Linked DNA regions of Zea mays: regions 1 and 2 are each linked to region 3. The links are chromatin contacts, called in public ChIA-PET and Hi-C maps. All regions are on one chromosome and are shown on one strand. The core of a region is the stretch at or near the end of the contact, and the rest is flanking DNA. Distances in the headings are between cores, read along the strand shown. Region 1 holds the start of LOC103650673 (transcription factor LHW). Region 2 holds the start of LOC100278342. Region 3 holds the start of LOC100193330 (Transcription factor PosF21).

Region 1 (4,156 bases), core at 244-2,743, 250 kb after region 3:
CTGGCACGCGTATGAAAACTAATAAGGCGTTTCGGCCAAAGCACTTGTCTTTAATCTGTACTGTCTTCTTTATTATTTTTTTTATCTTTATATGTTGTAGCTGCGGAAGTCTAAACGATTGGTTTTAATTCAGAACGAAAAGTAGTGTTTGTGCTCTTGAGAGTTTTATTTTTTATTTAATGACATGCCACATAACTACATAAGCAAACATGATAACATGAAATAAAATTTAATAAAGAGAGATATAAGAAAGTTTTATAGGAGATGCGAGATTTTTATGTGGATGAAACTCTGGATACACTATTACTTATACAAATGTTAATATGACAGCCTTGGAAATATTGTGATGGAAACCGTGCATTGAGAATGTTCTAATATAAGAATAGCAGCACCATCATCCACATTTTGCTCAAACATTTCAAGTCTACCTTTTCTTAGTGAAACTGATGTTTTATATAATAGAGATTTGATGTAGACAGTTTTAGTCTCTTCGATTTTCAAGCCTAAAAACAGATATATTCCACCCTCACTTAAAACTTTAATCCTTTACTTACCACCATGCGTCTCAACTATCTATAAGCCTTCCTAATTGCAGACATGTTCTAAAAACTCTGAATCAGACCATAAACAATTACATGGAATGGCAGGAGATGCAAAGAGTCCATTTTAACGAATGGTGATTTTCTGAAGCCTACTACGAGGATGTTAATTTTGCGAAGACCAGTACCAAATTTCCTGTTTTGTCGGTGTAAAATAGACATGTCAAGTAAAAAAAACTCCTCTTAATGTTGAACGGCACTAAGGGCATATACAACCCCCATTTAATTAAGGGCATATACAACTCCATTTAATATGAGGTCTCTCGAGGGATCTCTAAGGATGGGTTTGGTTGGCGAGTGGAGAAGAATGAAACAGTTTCATTCTAGTTTTTGATGTTTGATTTCCAACAAAAAAAGAGCGAAGCGATTCCTATAGTCTCCATATAAAAATTTACTATAAATAGTTAGAGCGCTCCACCAAAATAGTTGGATGCGAGCGCTCTCTTGGACGCGAACGCTCTCCTCTATACTCATATAACTCTCCAACCAAACAAAGAACAGAACGGCTCCACTCTATTCTACTTTTTAATCAAACAAAAAATAGAGTGATTCCGTTCTACTTGCCAAACGGAGAATAGAACAACTCAATTTTCAAAAACTAGAATGTATCTTCTCTATTTTAATTGACTCTTAACTAAATCTACCTTAAGAGACTAATTAAAAAAAATACAAGCTACATTGATAATTCATGATTTCGTAGTTATATCAAGCAATCTTTTAGCCGTATTTTATATTTAGAAAATCGAACTAGTGCGTTAGACTTCTAACGAATGATGGGGCTTAAACATAGGTATCACGATTTTACCCGTCGTGGAGAGAATGATACGTGCCTCGGGAGTCGGGAAGGAGGAAAAAAGAAGAAAAGAAAACGCCCAAGGGCGAGCACAGCAAAGCAACGAGGAGAAAGCCAAAACAGACTAGTAGACACCCAAACCCGAGAAGAGAAGTGAGAACCCTCCCAAACAAGCCAAAGCCAGCAAAGCCAAAAGGAGGAAGACGCACCAGGACATTGACGAGCCGCAGTCCGCGGCAGCAGGTCCAGCTTCATCCCCCGGAGCCCCAGCACTGGGGTTGGCAGGCAGGCTCGCTCGCCACCGCCGCGTGAAGCGAAGCGCGCGCCCCCGCGGACGCTGACGCTGGGACCCGCCTGCTGGGGGCTGGGAGTGGGCCCGCCCCCCTGATGGGCGCCTGCGCGCCGGCGGCGAGGGGAAGCGTGAGGACGAGGAGCGCCGGCGGGCTCCGCGCGAAGCAGGCCGGGCAAGCGAGCCACCGCGCCGCCTAGTGAGGGCGCTCGCCGCCCGTCTTTGCTTGTTGCCTTGTTGGGTTGCTCGCACGTCCTGTTCCAGTTCCAGGCCAGAGAGAGCGGGGCCCGGGGCTGCAGGCGGCGGCCCGCGGAGGAGCTAGGGTTCTCTCTCCCACTCCCCCCTGCGTCGCCAGGATGGCGGTTGGGGACGCGCTGCGCCGGCTCTGCGAGGAGGTCGGCTGGTCCTACGCCGTCTTCTGGAAGGCCATCGGCGCCGCCGACCCTGTGTAAGCTAATCCCCACCCCTCCTTCCTCCTACTGTTTGTGTTTATCTTTCTCTCCTGTTTTTTTTTTCCTTTGGATCTTATGCTTCTCCTGCAGCCCGATTTGCGAAGAAATCCCATCCCATTCGTTTTCGAAACGTTGTGCATCTTTTCGCTCCCCTGGTCTGGGGTTTGGAGTTTCGCTGCGCATTACGTTTCAGCTAGATTTTCCTGGTAGACAAGCGAAGCGCGCGCGGGAACATTCGGATGGGCATATTCCTGGACATCCTTCCCAATATGGGAGCTCTTTACTAGTGTATGCAACTTTTGGTGCCGCTGTAAATTTTAGTGGCATGAGTACCTACCTACCCACTGAGTTCGCGCTAACGTCTGTGAGTTCTTGGGGGTGTACAAGGGCGGGAAACGGGTGAAATGCGCTTGCATTTCTATGTAAAGCTAATGTGCTGCGCGTTCAGCTTCGTGATGCGATTAGTGCACGAATTCAGCTGTTCTTTGCTGATTTGTGTCTTCTCCTTGGTGACGTGCAGGCATTTGGTGTGGGAGGACGGTTCCTGCGGCCACGCCTCATGCTATACCGGATCTGATGCTCCTGAAGCTGGGTGTGAGCCGGGCACCAGTGTGTGCACGCTTGTTGGGAAGGTTATGGCCTCACAAATTCATGTTATTGGTGAAGGGTAAGCAGGAATTTTGTTTTGCTTGTTACAGTGTTCATAGCTAATAAGTGCTTCGGCGTTGTTGGAGAAGTTCAAACTTTGCTGATGTATGTATGTATGTATGCTGTGCTTGTATTCTTCAGTACCATTGGCCGTGCTGCTTTCACTGGAAATCATCAATGGATTGTCCATGATCCTGCCACTGCCAGTGATCACAATCTCAGACCGGAGGTGCAATTCCTTCTCCCTTCCCTTGTGAACTGATATAAATGTAGCCCAATTTAAGTTTTCCGTGGTCCATTTTGCTGTCACCTTATTTAAAGTCTGGTGCCAAGGGATTTATGCCACTGCAGAAGTCCTTGTGGGGCTATTTTGGCCTACGTCTTGAAACTTCAGCATGTAGTGAGTTTGGTCTATTATTCTCTGAACAAGTTGTCATTGTGATAAGCTAGCTGTGAAACCACACAAATAGACATGCGAAATAAGTGGAGACATCTTTCAAGTTTCTTGTTTGTATGGTTTGCCCTTGAGCTGAAGTCAACCGTGATGGCATTTCCCTTTATTCATCTACGTGTGATGAGAATTTCTTCATTACCTTTGGGGTCTTGCTTACTTATTATCTAAGCAGAAATGTTTTCTTTGTTTGGGGGATTTTAAATTGTTATATGAGTTTCTGTGATGAAACATCAAGCTGATTATGTTCTTATCAATAGGTTGTTGCTGAGATGAATCATCAGTTTGCAGCTGGCATTCAGGTTAGTACGATTTTTTCCTTGCATGCTGGATTATTCACTGACACAATGTTTGCTTCTGTGCTCTTAATAAGTTATTGTGTGCAGACTATTGCAATTATTCCCGTGTTACCACGAGGTGTACTGCAGCTAGGCGCTACAAGTGTGGTAAGATATCCATGCTTTAGTAACTGGGATTACTATATAGTATCTATCATTCTACATGTATTGAAGTTGTTCTGTCATTATTATATGAGCCATGACATACTACTTTATGACTGTGCTACATTGTTGACTGGTCAAATGTTCTGTTCCCTTGATCTCCGTATATACACTATATTGTGGTCAGGTCTGAGGAGACAAAACCTTTTTGTGGACAGTAGCGGACCCCTGAAAAGAAAAACATGTGATAATTGTGCTCTATTTTTGCATTTAGGATTGCTGTGAAAGAAATAAGAAAAAAAAGATTCTCAGATATCTCTTTATGCTAACTCTACTAACCATGCTTATGACATGTTAGAGCTTATGAATGCTTATTTTTTGGCAGGTAGTGGAAAATACCAACCTTGTGCTCCAGTATAAGAAGCTGTGTTCTCAGCTGAACAATCGGTCGAGTATGGCTTCATCGTCATCTGTTAAAAACGAT
Region 2 (4,687 bases), core at 1,038-3,537, 150 kb after region 3:
CATATATGAGTTCAAATCATGGCTTCAAGTCACCTTACTGATGCATCAACACAATATAACTCTTCAAGGCTAGTTAGTTCATCGACTTAGTGCAAGTACTCTCTTCTTCACCTTAGCCATGGCACCTCAGTCCACAATCCGCCGCTTGGCCTTCACCTTCGCCTAGTCCCTCGAAGCCCTTTCCTTGCTATCTTCACCCTATCAAGACATTCTTGAGTCACATCATATTGAGCATCCATTGAGAGAATCATTTCTTCAATATTGTGAACCTTACCTGAATGTCATCTAGATAAAAATGCTAAGATCAATCAAGCTCTAGTTTGATTCTCATAGAAGCATATATGAACCAACATCAATATGGTCAAACCAATTCACAGTTCCTTATATCCTAGGATTTTAGATTGGCACTTCTTCTCATTTACTTCAATCTCCATCTTCATATTCCTAGCTTGATCATATCAATGCATAGTGATTTTCCATATCTTTGTTCATATAAGCAAACCAATATAAAGACCATATTATATCCATTGTGCATTGTCTCCTTTGATGTATGATTATCTGATTGACGATCTTTTATCTTTTGATCTTCATTGAATATCCATCTCCATATATCCAAACGACCTTACTTATGGAATATCACCATCATTGTTTGGTGTTGATCCGTTATACCTTTCTACCATTGTATATCCAAATCACCAAAACCGACAAAGGGGCTAGATGCACTTTTAGGCTGCATGGCATTGGTTAGACTTATGGAGCCAGCTAAGCAAAAACAAGTAGAGCATGTTGTACTTGTGTAGTCAATACTTAATAGGATTACGATAAAGTGGAAACCAACATCCAACATTGATCAATAAACAATCTATTCTAAATTTCCAACAATAATAACATGTAACAATTATTAAGTTCACGTGTGATAATATAACATATCAGTTTATCACAGATTTGTAATACAAATATCTCCCGTCTAACTTAAAACGAGATAGAAACGAGATTATCCTGGTCAAATATGAGATACTGTAAATATGGGAGAAAACCTTGAACCGTTGTCGCTCCCGTTCAACCTTGTTTTGTTTCCTGTCTCGTTTTTATATTTTTTTCCAAAAAAAATACAAAAATGATCGGTATAAACAGGAATACGGTACAGATCAGGATGAGATTTTCCCGCTCTTTTTCATTATATTCCTTAGTCTCCACCGTATTGATGTACTGTTCGCTGAGCTCTCTTTGCCGAGTGTTTATCGGGCAGGCACTTGGCAAAGCGCCCGATTTCGGTAGTGCCCCTTCCTTGCAGAGAGGCCAATCTCCACTATATTGATCTCCTTTCTTATAGAGGGAGCTAGGGACATCGGAGAGTAGCTTGATTGTCTCCTTAAAATCATGCATCACGGTTTTTTTATCACATGTTGTTATAAAATGGAATAATTTTGGTTTCTCGGATCGCGTGATACTACAGTACAAATACTACATTATTACTTTTTATTCAAACATAGATATACTACATAAGCAGACCGGCGGCCGAAGAGGACAGAACGGATAAATACATGGACGAGGGGTAGGGTATGGATGTCGCGGCGTCGGAGCTGCAAAACGAGTTCATGAGACGATGCACTTGCTAGCAAACGCTACACGTACGTACGCTCAAAGACGCACGTAAGAGCGCGTGCCGGCCGCCATGCAAAAAGGCCGTCAGGATCTGGACTCACGAGGAGGGGTGACGACCGGCGGCGGTGGAGGCAGCGGCGGGGACTCCGGGGACAACGGTGTCGGTGGTGGGTAGATCGGCCTCGGCAGGTGGGGCGGCAGGCGATGACGACACAGAGGGGAAGGACAAAACGGAGGGGTATGGTGGTGTCGCGGTGGCGGAGTCGTCGTCTCCGGAGCTGCTGCAAAACGGAAGCAAATTAAGCTAACAAGCTTGTTATTAATTATCAGCTGCATCGAGTTGTTAGCTAGCAAACGGTCCTGGGACATATATAGGCAGCCTCTATAGTGCAAACACACGAGGAGGTGTTGAACTGCGGCTGAACTCACGAGGAGGTGTGACGACTGGAGGTGGCGGCGGCGACGGTAGCGGCAGCGGTGGCCAACGACAGAACAGACGACCGACACACGGGCGGCCCGGTTCCAGGTCCGGGTCAGGGATGACGCTACGGCACAGGCAGGCGCTGGTGGCCGCCAGCCAGAACGCCACGGCAAGCTGCGCCACCGCCGGGAGGCGGGAACGCCGCTCCAGCACAGCCATTGATATGTATTTCAGAATATATAGACGATGATGAGCTTGTGTTGGGCTCCTCTGTCCGGCCGGCTTCGTGTGGTATTTATAGAGCACCGCCCGTGTTCTCCCCGTCACAGCCATGGGCACATGCAGATGCAGCAGTACGTGCCACTACAGTAGCTAGTGCCCACCGGCGTCGTCGTTAGTGGGTTGGGGTAAACTTTCCAGGTCCACCCTTGCCGGTCAACTCACGATGAGAAAAACTGGCGGACCTATATATCATGTCAACATTATATTTAGGTCTTGTTAGCTCCAGAAAATTTAATAGACTTGATGGGGTAGATCATTAGATGCTCCAGAAAATTATAGAGCTAGAGCTATAAGCGTTTAAAAGATATTTAGATTAGTCATTTTGTTTATTATTTGAATTAAAAATATCTTTAAATTATTTAAATTGATATTACAGCTTCACGTTGCACTACCGGAATCCAAGGCTTTGTCGAGTGTTGTATTCTTTGCCGAGTGCCTTTTGTCGGGCACTCGGCAAAGAAGGCTTTGCCGAGTGCCGCACTCGGTAAAGTTAGACTCTCGGCAACGAGACTCTTTACCGAGTGCTGGACACTCGGCACAGGACGGCACTCGGCAAAGACTAGTTTGCCGAGTGTCAAACACTCGGCAAAGGGGGCTCTCGGCAAAGGGCCGTCAACGGCCGTCCCAAAGCTGACGGTCGTCGGTCTTTGCCGAGAGCCAACGGCTGGCACTCGGCAAAGAGGCTTCTTTGCCGAGTGTCACACATCTAGCACTCGGCAAAGAACTCTTTGTCGAGTGTCATCTCTAGACACTCGGCAAAGTATATTTTTATTTTTTTGATTTTGTCTCCCAAACTTTTTGTGGTATGTTCCTACACTATGTAGACCTACATGTATCATTTGTGGACAATTATAACAGAGTTTCAATCGTTAGTAGATTTAGTTCGTTTATTTGAATTTCTTCGGAAAATTCAAATTTGAACTGCAGGTCACTCGAAACTTGGAAAACCGTGCATGAAAAAATGATATTCGTGGTACTTAGCATAAGTTACGACCGATTTCAGAAGCGTACCGGAAACTTCGAGCAACATGCTCACTAAACATGGCCGTGAACTTGGCATCCACATGTTTAAAAATTGTATAAAACACAAACAAAGTCAGAAAATCATGAAACTTGTCCCCGTGTCATGATATCATATGTATAGGCTGTGATAAAAATTTTAGAATATTTGGAGAAAGTTGTGAGACACTATGTGTAGAAACCTAAGAGATCCACATTGAAACTCTATGATTTCATGTGTAGTCCGGATGACGGGCCCGAGGCCTACACCAACCCCGCCGTCTACAGCCGCCTCCATGACTACACCGCCATGGCACAGGAGGTCCATGGCCCAGACTATAATCCGAGCACCGAGCCGATCGACCCCGATGTGCTCATGAGGGTCGGAGGAGGCAAGAGACATGGGCGGTACTGGATTGCCGACGGGGCAATCGACTCGTCCTCCACTCCCACTCTGTCTCAGGTGAGAGCAAGGAGCACGGGCTCGAGTCCAGCCATACGACCTCGGCACGACAGCTCACAGCATCGCATACAGCAACTCGAGGTTATGTGCTTCTGTAACTCGTCCTTTCTTGAGTTATATACCTTATCTTTGAGTTACTATAACGTTGGCTTGTAATATTACAGACCCAACTAGAAGAAGATAGGAGAGAACGTCAAGAGATGGAGGCGAGGATAATGGCGGAGCGGGCGGCGGCTGATCAGAGGATGGCGGAGATGTTCCAGTACATGCAGAGCCTTGGCGCCGCACAGGGCATCGCTCCGCCACCTCCATTGTTCCCCCCAGTTGACCCTACTCTCTTCCACACTCCTGTGAGTATCAAAGTTGTAGTTAGATGTTTGTAATGCATCTGGTATAACACATGCAATCTCTTCTCTGTGCAGGGCCAATCTGGGGCGGCATCCAACAACCCTCCGGAAGGGTTCAGCCCAACGCAGCCTCGGTCAAACCGCCCACCTCCATGAGTGTTGTGTTTTCATTGTTTTAGACTTCAGAACTTATGTATAATACTTATGTCTGTGTTTGATACTTATGTGAGAGCTTGCGACGTTTGAGACTTATGTTTGTGTTTAATACTTGTGTTGAACACTTATGTTTGTGATGGATATTTATGTTTGTGGTGACGGTTTTATGTTTGTGTTGGCTATTTATGTCTGTGATGATATCTGTGATGTATATATGTGATATATATGTGATATCTTCTGTTTGTGTGGATGGAATACAAAAAACAAATAAAAAAGGTATATACTGGTCACTTTGCCGAGTGTAACACTCGGCAAAGAGGCTCTTTGCCGAGTGTCTGGGTCATAACACTCGGCAAAGAGCACAGACCTGGGCACCGGCTTAGGTTCTTTGCCGAGTGTTATGTCGCTGGCACT
Region 3 (4,770 bases), core at 816-3,315:
CTACAGAAGATCTAGTTTGTGTCAAGATGATCCTGGATTGCTTTGGAGAGGCCTCAGGTTTAGTTGTGAATTTGCACAAAAGCTACACTATCCCTATCAGTTGTGATGCTCAGACTGTTCAGGACAGCTCTAACATTTTGCAGTGCACTCCGGCTTCTTTTCCATGCAACTATTTGGGGCTGCCTGTTTCTGATAAGAAGTTGGGGAGGAGGGACCTCTTGCAGTGGGTGGACAAGATAGCTAACTGGCTGCCTAGTTGGAAGGCCTCACTTGTAAACCTTGCCGACAGGACAACCTTGGTCCGGTTCGTGCTCTCAGCAATCACTGTATATTTTTTCATCGCCATGAATGTTCCCAAGTGGGTTATTAGTGCTATTGACAAAATTGGGCAAGGTTTCTTGTGGAAGGGTAGAAAAGAAGTGAAAGAAGGGCATTGCCTTGTGGCGTGGGATAAAGTCACCAGACCTCTGGACCTTGGAGGACTTGGTATCCCAAACCTGCTATATATGAGTTGGGCGCTGCAAGCTAAATGGCTTTGGCTGATTAAGACTGATCCGAATAGGCCTTGGAGTGGATTGGATCTCCCTGTTCAGTCACAAGGAAGCTAGTTGCCAGTTTGATGTACACCCATGTGGGCAATGGCAAAACACCCTTTTTTGGATGGACAGATGGTTGAATGGGTGCTCTATCGCTGAGCTGGCACCTGAAGTGCTCTCAAAGGTGGATAAAAAGGTGGCCTCTATCAGGGTGTTTTTGCCATTGCTAAAGACATCCAAACGGTCTAGTTAATAGTTCAGCTATTAGCTAATAGTTAGTTGGCTAAAAATCAATAATAGAATTAGCTACCTAACAAATAGTTAATTTACTAAAAGTAGCTAATATCTGAACTATTAGCTAGACTGTTTGGATGTCTTAGCTAATTTTAGCAGCTAACTATTAGTTCTAGTGCATTCAAACACCCCATAGTCCAACCAAACATGAACCAAGCTCCCACACAGAAATAGATGTGTTACTAGCAAGCAAGGGCCTATCAGAAAGATGAGGCTGATTTGATGAATTTCTTCGCACAACAATTCTCTTGGAACTAAACTGATTTTGAAACAAAATATAACCCCATACCTGGAGCAGGGTGAGCTGTGCTGACAGCGTAGTGGCCTCCGTCTGCAGAGTCTGGACCTTCTTCTCCAGTTCACTGGTGTACTTGACCTTCCTCTCCTTTGACCTCGCTGCAGACTGCCTGTTCGCCAGAATCCTACACGACAGCGCCATCAGCGAAACTTAGCACAGATCAACAGCCCTTATCACTTGAAGCAATCGGTACTAAATTCCCAGGACTCTTGCTTGGCACGCTAAATTATTATTTTGGATAAGGATTCTCCCTCTGGGTCGAGCATCAAATGCCAAAAATATTCCCCCACCTCTTTGCGCGCTTGGGGTCGATGAGCGCGAGCTCGGCGATCCTCTCTGCGGGCATGGCCTTCTTGGCGTAGTCCGGCAGGCCGCTGGAGAGCGCCGACTCGCCCTCAAACGGTGAGGTGGCCCCATCCATGGAGCCGCTCCTCTTGTGCCCGGGCCCACCCCCGGCGCTCCCGCTGGGTCCCTGAAACGCGAGGCCCTCGAAGAAGGCGGCGTCGAGGGAGAGGCTCCGCGTGTGGGCCCCGCCGGCCGGGCGGGGGGCCGGGGCCGGCTGCGGCAGCGGCGGGGGCGGGGTTGGGTCGGAGGCGGCCGGGGAGTCGTCGGAGAGGGAGGGGAAGTCGAGGTCGGAGAAGGAGAGGTCTCCGTCCGGGTCGAGGAGCAGGTCCGCGTCGGAGAAGCATAGGAACGACTCCGAGTGGGCCCGCCGGTGGTGCACCCGACCGGCGCCGCCGCCAATGGCGGCCGGCAGCGTGAAGCGCGGGTCCATCTCAGTCGGCACCGGCAGCGGGGCCAGAGCTAGCTTGCACCCTCGCAGATCGCGGCGTCAGCTGCGGCGGGCGGGCTTGCGTCTGCGGCGACCGGCGCGTGGAGAAAGAGCGGCGAATGTCGGGATGGTGGCTTCGTGCAGGTGGGGGGCGTCTCATACGTGTGAGGACTCCAGGAGTCAGGACTTGAGGAGTAGAAAGAGGGAGGAAGCTGGGAGCCGGGGAGGGCGCCTCGCCGGTAGCCTCCGCGTGGTCTCGGTTCACGGAGGCGGTTCAGCCGGGACACGTATCCCGAGGCAGACGGACGGCGGGACCGGCCTCGGGTGGTGGGGAGGGTGCAAGGAGCGCGGTGGGAAGTGGGAATCTCGGGGCCCTGTGGACAGGAGGTGGACGGCCAACGAGGGGAGGTTGGGTGGCCTCGGTGCATGGGCCAGTGGCTCTGGAGTCGCAAGACTTGTCGAGAAGGTCGGGTCGCCACCCTAGGCAACACGGCGTGTGGACTTGGTCCAGGCAAGCTGAAGTCCACGAGGGGTAACAGTGTCATTTCCGCGAGAGAAGAATGCCTTGCTGCGTTGTTCCTATCAGCCTGCGTTGCTGTATGGCACGTGGGCCTCCGGGACCGCTGGGTCCACATGCCAGCGGGAGTTCCGTGACTGAGGCCGGAGCGGGCGCCGTATTTTTTGTGCCGCTGTGTCGTATCAGTTGGATGACGGTTGGGGTCCTGCTGCGGTTTTGTGGATGCAGGGCCCAACGCATACGGCCTGCCACAGGAGGCGCACGGAGCAGTGGCGCACATGCTGTAAAGCGTACGCGGGACACCGACCGAACACCGCGGCGCCGGCGGCAGTTGGCATGACATGCGCGGTGGGAGAAGGATCCCAAGGTGGCCTTCATGGCATTGTGTGAGGGGTATCTCTGGATGCCCCTCCCCTTCTACTTTGCTGGGGCGATCTGAATACCAAACATAGGATGAACTATCTGATGACGCTCTCCGCCTCTCTGCAGAGATGCAGATGGTCCACGATACATGACTGGACGGTTCGGGATCTGGCCGCAGCAGCGACTCATTCTCTGCGTACGTCCGGATGGTCCGCGTCTGTGGCTCGGACGGTCCATGATGGCGCAGAGGATCGTTTTTTTCGCAGCAGACCTAGATCTCGTCTCTCAAGAGGGACCATGTCGGCAAGAAGAGATCTTAGAGTGTGTCTTGGCGTCGGCAGACCACCCAAGACGTATCTAGTCGAAGTAGAGACGAAGAGATGTGAAGATTCTAGGTGGAGGAAGGCTAAACTAGGGTTACTTCTAATGCATAAGGTAAAAACGATAAGTAGAGTTGATTGGGATCGATTGTGGGGGGTTCAATCGGTTGTAGCCCTTTATCTATATAAAAGGGAGGTCTGGACCCGTTACAAGTCGGTTCTCGAGATAATCTCGCAGGTTGAACTAACAAATCCCGCAAGAAATCCGGAACCATAACTGATTTTGTGCATGCGTGAACGGTCCACGCTACCACCACGGACTGTCCAGACCGTGGATGGTTCGACTTATGTGGGCGGACGGTCCGGCTGCCCAAAAGTGTGCTCAGCATATGCCTCCTGTCTTTTGATAGAGGTTGACGAACCAAAAACATACACACTAATCCCAATGCAAGTCACCAGCTTTTCAATCCAATAGGGTGATCATTCATAGAGCTCTAATGCATAAAGGCTGTTTCTGATTGTATCTTTCTCGGCCATGACTATCTGATCAAAGGATCAAGGATTATAGAATGGTGGTGCCCCATCATGAATAGGCAAATGGACTATGTATGTACCACGGGTTTATCGTCATACCATTCCACATTTGAATAGAACAATATACCAACGATTAGTAGGCACGTAGAAAGTATCTTGGCATCACTGGATGAATAGGTGATGCTTGTTGCGTCGCCTTTCAGGTCGTTTTATTTGGTCGTTTTGTTTTAGCGGGTGATCGTGGTTTCTTTGTTGGCCGATCGCTTTTTCTTGTTTTATTCGGTCGTTTTGATGGTTGTTCATGGTAGTCCCTTTTCCCTTTTTCTACGTTCATCCTTTCTTTCACCTCTTTGTATTCTCAACAGTCTTTGGTTGAATGGCTAGAGCTTTTGTGAAACATGCAGTAAGGCTTGTATTCGCGAGGTGGTTCTCACCCACGTCCCCTTCCCCTTGGGGCCCTACCTCCTCTTGTCGGTTGGTAACCCTGGTCGTAACTGTGGTGGGTGTCTTCGGGCTGATGCTGCTACTGATGGACATTGTTGATTTGGGTCTGCGGCAGAGGCTGTTGTGTTTGCACCCACGTTTTGAAGCTCCCTAGGTGCGAAGGGTCCTTTGGCTTGCGCTGCACTTCGACTTTTTGATAGTGGAGGTCTTCGGACCTTGCATACTTTTCAAATAGTTGATATAACTCCTGAAGGTTTGCTGAGGTCCCTTGTGCAGTGGTTGTACAATAGGGCGACGCGCATGGCAAAATGGATTGTGATTTTGTCCTCTACTGATGACAGTTGAGACTTGAGAGATAGGAACTTGTTATAATATTTGCAGAGGCTTTCCTTTTCCATCTGTCGACATAATGATAGCTCGGTGAGGGCATCAGTTTTCGGCATGTACCCCTGGACGTTAAATAAGGATTTCTCCCGAAGTGCGGCCCATGTGTCAATCGTCATAGGAGGCAATCTGGTTTACCAAGTTAGAGCGGTGCCTTCTAGGGCAATGATGAAGGATTTTGCCATTGCATTGTCGTCTCTGCCTGACGAGGCCACTGCAACTTGGTAACTCATGATGAACCGCGATGGGTCGGCCTTCCCATTATATTTTTGTCGGGGACCATAATTAGGGGTACCCTCAAGACTCCT

Evidence for each region. A called contact is a pair of places that touch in the nucleus more often than the background predicts. ChIA-PET counts read pairs in DNA pulled down with a chosen protein or histone mark.
Region 1: a contact with region 3 is called in a Hi-C map of leaf, with 6 times the contacts expected there. The contact joins the promoter of LOC103650673 here to the promoter of LOC100193330 in region 3. A contact is called at or near these places in 4 of 25 Hi-C or Micro-C datasets (bundle sheath, ear, leaf and 1 more).
Region 2: a contact with region 3 is called in an RNA polymerase II ChIA-PET map of seedling, with 7 times the contacts expected there. The contact joins the promoter of LOC100278342 here to the promoter of LOC100193330 in region 3. A contact is called at or near these places in 8 of 25 Hi-C or Micro-C datasets (bundle sheath, ear, endosperm and 2 more) and 2 of 3 datasets of contacts at active chromatin or transcription factors (leaf and seedling).

Annotation. Positions count from the first base shown.
Region 1 is chr3:144,772,285-144,776,440 of Zm-B73-REFERENCE-NAM-5.0, forward strand. It overlaps LOC103650673 (transcription factor LHW), which reads left to right and starts at 1,494. Exons shown (of 10, transcript XM_008676231.2): 1 at 1,494-2,129; 2 at 2,654-2,800; 3 at 2,923-3,010; 4 at 3,493-3,534; 5 at 3,619-3,678; 6 at 4,058-4,156. The coding sequence starts at 2,038.
Region 2 is chr3:144,667,646-144,672,332 of Zm-B73-REFERENCE-NAM-5.0, forward strand. It overlaps LOC100278342, which reads right to left and starts at 2,288. Exons shown (of 3, transcript NM_001398305.1): 1 at 2,035-2,288; 2 at 1,707-1,886; 3 at 1,436-1,583. The coding sequence starts at 2,245. The coding sequence ends at 1,480.
Region 3 is chr3:144,519,495-144,524,264 of Zm-B73-REFERENCE-NAM-5.0, forward strand. LOC100193330 (Transcription factor PosF21) reads right to left here and starts at 2,066. Exons shown (of 4, transcript NM_001279664.2): 1 at 1,419-2,066; 2 at 1,120-1,252. The coding sequence starts at 1,903.